Regions from separate parts of the Mus musculus genome. Here regions 1 and 3 are each linked to region 2. A link is a contact called in public Hi-C data. All regions are on one chromosome and are shown on one strand. Each heading gives the region's core, a stretch centred on a gene start, on an enhancer-like site or on the middle of the called end of the contact. The rest is flanking DNA. Distances are from core to core; before and after follow the strand shown.

What was found. Hi-C and Micro-C count contacts between places; a contact is called where the count stands out from the background.
Region 1: a contact with region 2 is called in a Hi-C map of Th17 cells, with 2.4 times the contacts expected there. The contact joins two enhancer-like sites. A contact is called at or near these places in 3 of 39 promoter capture datasets (embryonic stem cells, pre-B cells and stem cell-derived epiblast-like cells), 1 of 15 datasets of contacts at CTCF or cohesin (embryonic stem cells), 10 of 484 Hi-C or Micro-C datasets (the G1E-ER4 cell line, Th17 cells, embryonic stem cells and 2 more), 2 of 115 datasets of contacts at active chromatin or transcription factors (both in embryonic stem cells) and 3 of 9 other capture datasets (adipose tissue, liver and pancreatic islet).
Region 3: a contact with region 2 is called in a Hi-C map of bone marrow-derived macrophages, with 5 times the contacts expected there. The contact joins two enhancer-like sites. A contact is called at or near these places in 1 of 39 promoter capture datasets (embryonic stem cells), 4 of 15 datasets of contacts at CTCF or cohesin (CD8 T cells, embryonic stem cells, pro-B cells and 1 more), 62 of 484 Hi-C or Micro-C datasets (the AML12 cell line, B cells, the CH12 cell line and 27 more), 5 of 115 datasets of contacts at active chromatin or transcription factors (bone marrow-derived dendritic cells, bone marrow-derived macrophages, epiblast stem cells and 2 more) and 4 of 9 other capture datasets (adipose tissue, embryonic stem cells, liver and 1 more).

The regions. Positions count from the first base shown.
Region 1 is chr9:55,111,342-55,114,109 of GRCm38.p6, forward strand. No RefSeq gene overlaps it. Among named protein-coding and RNA genes, the nearest start is that of Ube2q2, 37 kb to the right of the region's middle. Within about 2 kb of position 1,395, at least 7 of the 459 cell types and tissues checked have an H3K27ac peak or open chromatin away from gene starts, as enhancers often do. A contact at or near this core is called in Th17 cells, where this site is marked.
Region 2 is chr9:55,240,384-55,243,504 of GRCm38.p6, forward strand. Nrg4 (neuregulin 4) reads right to left here. Exons shown (of 8, transcript NM_032002.2): 4 at 1,678-1,824. Among named protein-coding and RNA genes, the nearest start is that of Fbxo22, 33 kb to the left of the region's middle. Within about 2 kb of position 1,683, at least 53 of the 459 cell types and tissues checked have an H3K27ac peak or open chromatin away from gene starts, as enhancers often do. A contact at or near this core is called in Th17 cells and bone marrow-derived macrophages, where this site is marked.
Region 3 is chr9:55,391,127-55,393,909 of GRCm38.p6, forward strand. The region is part of intron 3 of Tmem266 (transmembrane protein 266); the gene reads left to right. Among named protein-coding and RNA genes, the nearest start is that of Tmem266, 66 kb to the left of the region's middle. Within about 2 kb of position 1,360, at least 14 of the 459 cell types and tissues checked have an H3K27ac peak or open chromatin away from gene starts, as enhancers often do. A contact at or near this core is called in bone marrow-derived macrophages, where this site is marked.

The sequences.
Region 1 (2,768 bases), core at 145-2,644, 130 kb before region 2:
CCATACAAATCTATTATTGGCCCATGTGAGGCTGAGTTGTGAATAAAGACAAGGTCTTTTCTTTGACGTGGAATTATTAATTTAGAAAATCTCCTATAGTCACTAAATGACCCCAGACTATGATAATTTTTGATAAAATTTGTCAGAACAGATCTCAGGGGCCTCAAGGTTCTTGGGTGGTGCAGACAGCAGACTACTGGCTGGCCGTGTCTGGAAATGTTGTTTACAAAATGACTGGTTTGCAAGGTTTTTATATCCTTACTAACATTTACCCGGCCTGGAAACCTGTCTCCCAAGCGGCTCTTAGATTTATGCCTTGATAATAACTGTTACATTGCAGGAGTCATTTACACCTTAGTGAGAATCATCTCAAATTCCCATTTCTCCCAAGTTAGGTTACCAGGAGAGGATGGGAGGGGAGAAGGTGACAAGAATGTCTTTGCTCTTGAAATCTCACTTGTCTTTCTAATTCCCTGGCAATGGTGTGAATTTCAGTCTAAATGCCCATGTAGGGCCCCCCCTTAAGATAGATTTGTTTTGTTTTGTTTTGTTTTGAGACAGGGTTTCTCTGTGTAGCCCTGGCTGTCCTGGATCTCACTCTGTTGACCAGGCTAGCCTCGAACTCAGAAGTCTGCTTGAACTCGGAGATCCGCCTGCCTCTGCCTCCCGAGTGCTGGGATTAAAGGCGTGCACTACCACTGCCCAGCTAAGACAGATATGTTTTGCCTGTACTAATTCACAAGACAGAGCTCTGGGAGGGACTGGGACCGGGGCCTGGAGGTAACAGGAAAAGGTTTGTCTTAGGGAGACACTGTATATTCCCGTGCTGCCGGCTTGGAGCAGTAGAGACCCACACCAGTCACCTCCATGGGTGTGGCTCTGCCATCAAGAACTTCCCCATCACAGGGAGCTTTAGTGGTATTTTGAGTAGATTTGATCAATTGCTCTTTTCCTAGACTCTGGGTCTTCAAGCCAGACATTTTCAGTTATATACTCAGAAGCTAGAGGTGTATTTCCAGAGGCTCAGAGCCAAATGGGATTCACTGCGAGCTTCCCCAGAGTTCCTGAGGGCAGCAGCCCAGCCTGAGCAGCCCTGACATGCACACCCTTCTCAGGCCATGCCCCAAAACACCTACTCTCAAGCTTGGGCACCTGGAGGGGCACAAGTGGGAAAGGCTGTGCCCAATGTCCCTTGCTAATTCTCTCAGTAGACAAGTCGTTGTGCCAGCTGCTTTCCTTCATGAAAACTGATCAAACTAAGGCCCCTTCCTAAAGGACAGGCTGAAACTGACCAGCTTCCTGCTTCTAATGGAGGGTGCTCTCCCTGGTGGAACTGTACCAGCCTCTAGTCAAAGACGATCCTTCTGAGTGCCACAAGACTCATCTGAGGATTGTTTCCCCTCACCCAACACAAACAGGAAGTTTAATTCAAATAATACCTAGAAGTTGAGCTGGGGCTATGCCTCAGAGGGTAAAAGCACTCATATGAACCTGAGACCTTGAGTTCAGATCCCAGCAACCACAGAGAGAAAAGCCAAGCATTGTAACCTGGTACTAGCATGTTCAGAGATAGGAGGCACACTGGAGTATCAGGGAAAAATACAGGACACGGTAGAGCAGGACACACAGTGGCATCCTCTGGCCTCCATACACATACTTGCAGGCTCTTACATATGTACATGTTCACCACATGCGTGTGCACACACAAAAATCATGCCCAGACTGCACATGTATGCCACATGCACGCACACACATGCACACAAATCATGCCCAGAAGGAGCTGATGGTCCCGTCCTGACTGCATGGAAATTGAGCTGTGGACAGCTGAAGCTAGTTAGAGCTTCCATTATCACACACCACCATGCAGACCAGCAGCCCGAGCAAGCTGCACATGAATGGTACTAGCCAATGCATGGCACCTTGGTCTGTGTGCAAGTGCACAAATGCATTGAGGGAAAATCTAGAAATAAACAATTTTACTCTTAGCTGCCCTGTAGGTCTTTGTATCACTTTGTTGAAGTTCAGCTTAACTCCTGTAGCCTTTTTGGTCACTTTTTTTTTTTGAGTTGATAATAACTCTGTTTCAGTACCACATAGAAAAGAAAATTATAAGCTGATCTTCTTGACAGACATGGATGCAAACATTTTCAATAAAAATGCTGGCAAACTGAGTTAAATATCACAGCAAAAAGATCATTCATCATTTGAGACTATTTGAGCCGAAAATCTTCTTTTTGCTATACTGGGAATGGGGATTGGGGGTAGCAGTCACAGGTTGAACCCAGGGTCTTCTATATGCTAGAAAAGCTCTCTTTTGGTCACGTTTTTAACTTACTTGTTTTGTGTGAGGAGGTGAGTGTGGAGGTCAGAGGTCAGAGTGTGGAGGTCAGAGAGCAGTATGTGTGGAGGTCACAGGACAGTGTGTATGGAGGTCAGAGGTCAGAGTGTGGAGGTCACAGGACAGTGTGTGTGGAGGTCAGAGTACGATGTACAGGAGGGGCCAGTTCTCTCCTCTGCCACTATTGTTTTATAAAAACACAAACCCCAGCCATTCGGTTTTACCAAATGAAGGCAGACTCTGTGGAGAAAGCCTGCTAGCTCAGAGAGGCAGAGAAAGCACATAGCTTGCCCTCCTACTCTACCGATGTCCCAGAAGGAAAAGGCTCTCTCTTCTTCTCCACACTCTCTTAAATCCCCTTCATCTCAAAGACCCTCTGTTTATTTACATTCACTCCCTGTCAGCTGGTTGCTTGATCTGCCTCTTGACC
Region 2 (3,121 bases), core at 433-2,932:
TCAAGCCGTTGTAAGTTAGAAGACTTACTACACAGAATAGCCCAATCAATAGAAGATAAAAATCAATGTCCAAGTCAATATTCATGTAAATAATGAGAAATTAGAATTAGTTAAGCTGATCTTTTTCTTAGCATATTTTACTGGAAAACATACACAGAGGGATCATTCAGTTTTTCCAAAATGTTTTTCAGTGAAGGGCAAACTAAGATGGCTCATTTAATACTATCATAATATGCTACCCTAAACTCAGTAGATTAAAATTTTCTTTCTCACGATTTTACTGGTTGACAGCTGAACTTTTTTTTTTCCTTTTTCTAACCTGGGTGCCCTCTGTGTAATTGCAGGCGACCAGTAGATAATCCAAGCCAACTAAAGGTTCGAACGAGCAAGATGTCTAGGGTGCCTCACTCAAATGGCCAGCTGTTGCTGCTGGCTGGGAACCCAGCTGGAGCGGCTTGTTTTCCCTGCTTAGGTTTGTTATGAGATAGTCTCTGGTTCTAAGATGGAGCTTCTAGTCCATTTAAAGTCTGTGTTCTTAACTATAGCATTTACAACAATCGTAGTCATCACAGTGCCTGCCTAAAGAAATAAACTATTTCTTATCACAGTTCGATGGCTTGAACCCAAAACCTCATGCCTGCTAGACAAGCACACTATCACTGAAGGACATAGACCAGTGCTGAACTCTAACCGGTGCTGCCTGAGTAGCAGGGCCACACACAGTAAGACAAGGCGTGCGAGCAGGAATGGCAGATCACCTGGGAAACACAGCCTGGTGTAATGAGCTTGTAACTCTTTGTATCTGAAGCATTCAGATGCAAAAATTATGAGATAACATCTACTAAATGATACTTTGAAATAAAATGTGCAGCAACACATCTTTTAAAGGAACAAAGTCCCTCCACATTTTAATCAGGGTTTATGAGATATTCTTGACATCCTATCCTTGGGATATTAACTTCTCAAGCCAACTTGGTTTATGATGACTATCAACTCCATTTTTACAATCACACGAGAGAAACCAGTGCCCATTTAATACTTATTAATACAAATACTAAACTAAATTCCCCCTTTTAAAAACTTTTTCCCCCTAAAACATGAAGGTCAATTGAAAGGAATCAATAAAAGTACTCTTTGATATACAGCCTTGCAACACGTAATTTTTCCTTTTGTTTCTCTTAGGAGTTACCAGATTCTCCAATTTAACTTTTTGGTTTTTTATCTGTCTCTCTAGATTTAAATAGTCCATAAATGTAGGTGGTGTTTCTACCTTGTTGGCTGCTATGTTCGTTGTGCCCTGCGCATGGTAAGGTAGACATCCGCCGGGCACCTTAGGCTTCTAAAGCAATGGCACAGTCACTTTGTTTTTCATATTCAAAACTTACTAAGAAACATCTCACCCAAATCCTCAAGTGACTTAAGCACCGCACGGTGGTGAGCGTGGGTCCACCTAGCTCAGAGGTATCAAGGCTAGGTGGACCCAAAGAAGGAGGTAAAACTGTTTAAGATGCGTTCAAAGCGACTTATTAGTTTATAACAAAATTGTATTAGAGAGATAATGCCAGATTTAAAACAGTATCTGCGGAAACACTAGAAGCAAAGAGCAGCATGTTTCTTAGAGGCCGCTGCTTTGCGCATGGCTTCCCTCTTTCTGAGGGCCAGTTCCGCTTCAGTTACCTGCACAGGAAGCAGAGCGCCGCGATGGTAAGAGTGAGGAGGACCGCCAGCACCACGAAAGCTGCCGACAGATTACTTTCGCTTGGGATGCTGGAGCTTGGGAGAAAAACCTCTTCGCAGCGTGCTCCGGTGTAATTTTCAATGCACCTACAGAATAAAAGTTTAGATAAAGATCACACACTGATGTGGACAAGACTCAGTCTCCGGCTGGAAGGAAGGGAAAGGTCTCTGCTTTTCAGATTGTCAACGAGGCGCAGACCTGCTCGATGTGGTGCGCTTAGAGCCACGGCTACAGACAAATGCATTAGTTCACACTTGCCTCCTTCCCTTAGAGTTCTTCAGCAGCTTAGAGTCTGGAGGGATCAGGTACCACTCAGATTCCACAAGCCGGCAGCGCTAATGTCTTCTGGGTTTGACTTCTCTGCCTGCCAACTTTTACAGAAGTGTCTTGCAATGTTGTTCCTCTAGGTGTCCTCAACCTCCTCCTCCAGTGATCCTCCTGCCTCAGCTTTTCAAGTAGCTGGGACTGCAGGTATATGCCACCAAGGCTTAAAGTCTACATTTCCAGGGGGTAACTATATAACTCAACTTCATCTACAATTTATTTGATTATATCTTATATAGATGTATAGATGATTACAACTTTTTCCTCAAAATTACTACTTCTTCCAAACCCTGAGTTACTCGATATTATATCTCTTCCGTACTGTTCAAAAAATGCCTTCTTAAACTTCCGCCAACTTCACTAACAGCATTTCTATTTTTCTTCAGAGACAACATGAAAAAGCAAAGAATACCACAAGAAGCAGTCTTTGATATGGCCAGTTAGCTGTTTTTCCATGGTAACATGTTCAAAGGATTACTGCACATTAAGAAGAATTATGCTCTTTGGAGTCCCACCCATTTATATTACAGTTGAATGTAAAATAAAATTAATTTAGCTGGAAATGTTGGCACGCATCTGTTGTCCTAGAACTTGGGAAACTGAGGCAGGAAGATCGACTCAGATTCAAGGCCAGCCTGGGCTACATGGTGTGTTTTAGGCCAGCCCATCCTGGAGTGTCAAAATATAAAAACAAAGTTTTCTTTTTAATATGAGCATTTGTCTATAAAGCAGAAGTTATATAGGAAATTCACAATGTATCTATACTAACAATGCTATATAAAAACGAGCATGTACACACACACGTACATACTTTAAGCTATTTTTTACAAAAAAAAATTGTAAAGGTTGGTTTTATAAAACTAGTTTTCCTCCTCGCCTCTTTTCAGAGTTGGTGAGCTTTTAGATGTTTATTCTCTCTGCCTCCCACACTGTGCTAATGACGACAGCAGGCCTAGAGGGCTAGATATGAGCTAATGACTGGTTTAACAACCAACCAGACAGGAGAACTAGCAGCTTACATGTGCAAAGGACAGTTCTGCACAGAGAGTGAACTTTAAC
Region 3 (2,783 bases), core at 110-2,609, 150 kb after region 2:
ATCGAGACAAGCTGTAGCAGGAGCTCAAGGAAGGGACATAGAGGCAGGAACTGAAACAGGGCCACAGAGAAATGCCACCAACTGGCTTGTTCTTAACTCACTCAGCCTGCTTTTTTGTTTGGTTTTGTTTTGTTTTGGAGGCAAGGTTTCTCAGTGTACCCCTGGCTGTCCTAGAACTAGCTCTGTAGACCAGGCTGGCCTTGATCTAGCAGAGAGACACCTGCTTCTGCCTCCCAAGGGCTAGGATTAAAGGCAGAACCATCTGTCCAGGGGTAGCACTACCCATAGTGGGCTGCCATTCGTTAATCAAGAAGATGCCCCTCCAAACTTGCCTACAGGCCAGGATAATGGAGGCATTTTCTCAAGGTGGCCCCAGCTTGGGTTAGGTTAACAAAACTACTAACAAGCACAATGACCCTTAAGAGTAAGTTTAAGAAGCTAGGCAGGGGGTCTCCATGAGGGCCAAGGAGTCTCTGCATCTCTTGAAACCTTAAATGCAGAGTTGTAGTTTTATGTCTATGGCGTGGGGGGGGGGGGTGTGTGTGGCAAATGGTTATTGTTTTTGTCAATTATTGGAGAGCTTTGCTCCGAGGAATCTTCTGAGCCACGGGGGGGGGGGGGGGGAGAAGCCCCCTGCAGGCCAGACAGGGGGCAAACGCCTGGTGCTCCAGGCTTCATCTTCATCTCCGTCGCCCCTACCTCTAGACTTCTAGACTCATTCCGACCTCCCCTCAGATCTTTTCTTTGGGAACTTAATGGACAACAATCCAAATGTGCAACTAACGAGGTCTTCTGTCCCGGACACTAGAGAAACCACCTTCATTGCCTGTGAAGAACCCTTTTAGGATAACTGGAGAGTCCCCACCATCCCCACAGGCTCACACCAGGAGGACAACGTTTCCTCTGAGTGCATAGTGGGTTGTAGGGAGAAAGAGGCTTGGCCCTGAAGGAGCAACGCAAGCCCGGCCCTGATTGGTCCATACTTCACCTTTAAGATGAGGCTGTTTCTTTGTCAAGCTTGGGACCACTACCTGACCTGATCTTGCCTGCCTGCCTTCCAGGCCACTCCTATGGCCTGACCTCCCATAAAAGAGCCTTTGGGGATTTGCCAAACTCCATTTTCATATTCTAGAATTTATTCTCTCAAACTGTTACCCCAAACAACTAAGAATATAAAACAGAAGCCGCACCGGCGCTCACCTGCTTTCCACCCCCGGACTCCTCTGAGGCCTCATGAGGGGTGCCGGAACTTCTCTGGAATACCACCTGCCAGCAGGCCCATCTGTTGGTATTCTCTATTTGGGCAGCCCAAGCCCTCCCCAGAGCTGCCCCTGGCTTTTGTAGCACATGTTGGGAAATAGGGGCACGTCTGCCCTCTGGTGGCAACTTCAGGAATAACACCACTCCGGGACTTTGATGGGCTGAGGCTGCCTGAAAGAAGTTATTTTCCAGTCTGTGTCCGGGCTTCAGCCCAGTCAGTTCTTTTATTAACCACGCAAACCGGGTTATAAAAACGGGAAACACCGTCTTCTTGGAGTATACCTTTCCGCGGAGAGGGAACACACACTCTCCTTGGAATGTCTGAGTCACTTGCATTTCACAAGGAGTGATCCAATTCTAAACCTGGGGCCAGGCAGGAACCTGCAGGTTCTGCCTCACCGCTGGTTCCCATTCCCACTAGGGAGCCCAGATGGAAGTTACTTTAGAGTTGTACAGCCCCGTCCCTGTCTCTCTTGTTAAAACATAGGCACAGGCAAGCCTCCTTCCTGGTGGCCCTGGTTACCTTCTCTGTCCTGCTCCCAAGCTTCTGTCACACCACATACACCCTCAGTTCATCCTCCATAATAGTTGTCACCTGCAAGAACACTCTTGAGCTGGGTTCTCCTGAAATGCAGGCCCAAATTCAGTGGGTGTTGGGGACGATTTAGCTTCCCTAACTCCAGGAGTGCTCACATCTGAAGAGGCAGAACCATGGTCCACACCTTGGAGTCACCTCACGAAGTTATAGACCATGGGCCTAACCCAGAAATGGTGGCTTCATAAGGGACCTGGGGTATGGCTTAAACCTTGGGACTTTCCAGCAATCTCTGGCCTGGATGCTGATCCCAACCCCCACTTCCAGGCTTCTCTGCCTGGAGTCATCTACCTACAGCAGGTATCTTCCTTTGTCTCTTAAGTCACTGCTGTGCTGTGGGGTCACTGGGAGAAAAGAGGTTCACCTCAGCTGTGGTACAAATACCATCTCCTTGTGCAGCTCGGGGACCAACATGAATTTCCTCCCAGGCTGAGAGCAGCTGGTGACTGAATGCCAAGCTCTGGGCAGGCACAGCTAAGCTGCCACAGCAGTAGAGTAGGATAGGTAGACTTGGCTTTGCAATGCTTTGGGATTTGGCAGGAGATGGGTCTTGTCATGGGGAGTGGTTGCCCCAGCAGCATCTGCCCAGGTGCTAGGTGATTAGTGAGCTCTGCCCACCATGCAAGAGAAACCCTTCCTCCCTAAGCCAGTTCCTGGCCCATGTCCTGGTGTCCTTTGGGCCTGAAGAGAATGTTGGTACTAACTAGGCAGGTCTGTGTGTTTCTTCCCGATACCTATGGGCACTGCCTTTAACTTTCTTGACCATCACTTCCTCCTTGAGATCTCCCCCGCCATTGCTAAAAGTCCTTCCCAGGGAGAGTGGACCTCTCCTAAGGTTCTAACTACAGAAGGAAGCAGCATCCCAGCAGACTTCACTGTAGGAGACAAGTTCATTGGACTTAAGTACCGAGCACAGGAGTTATCTACA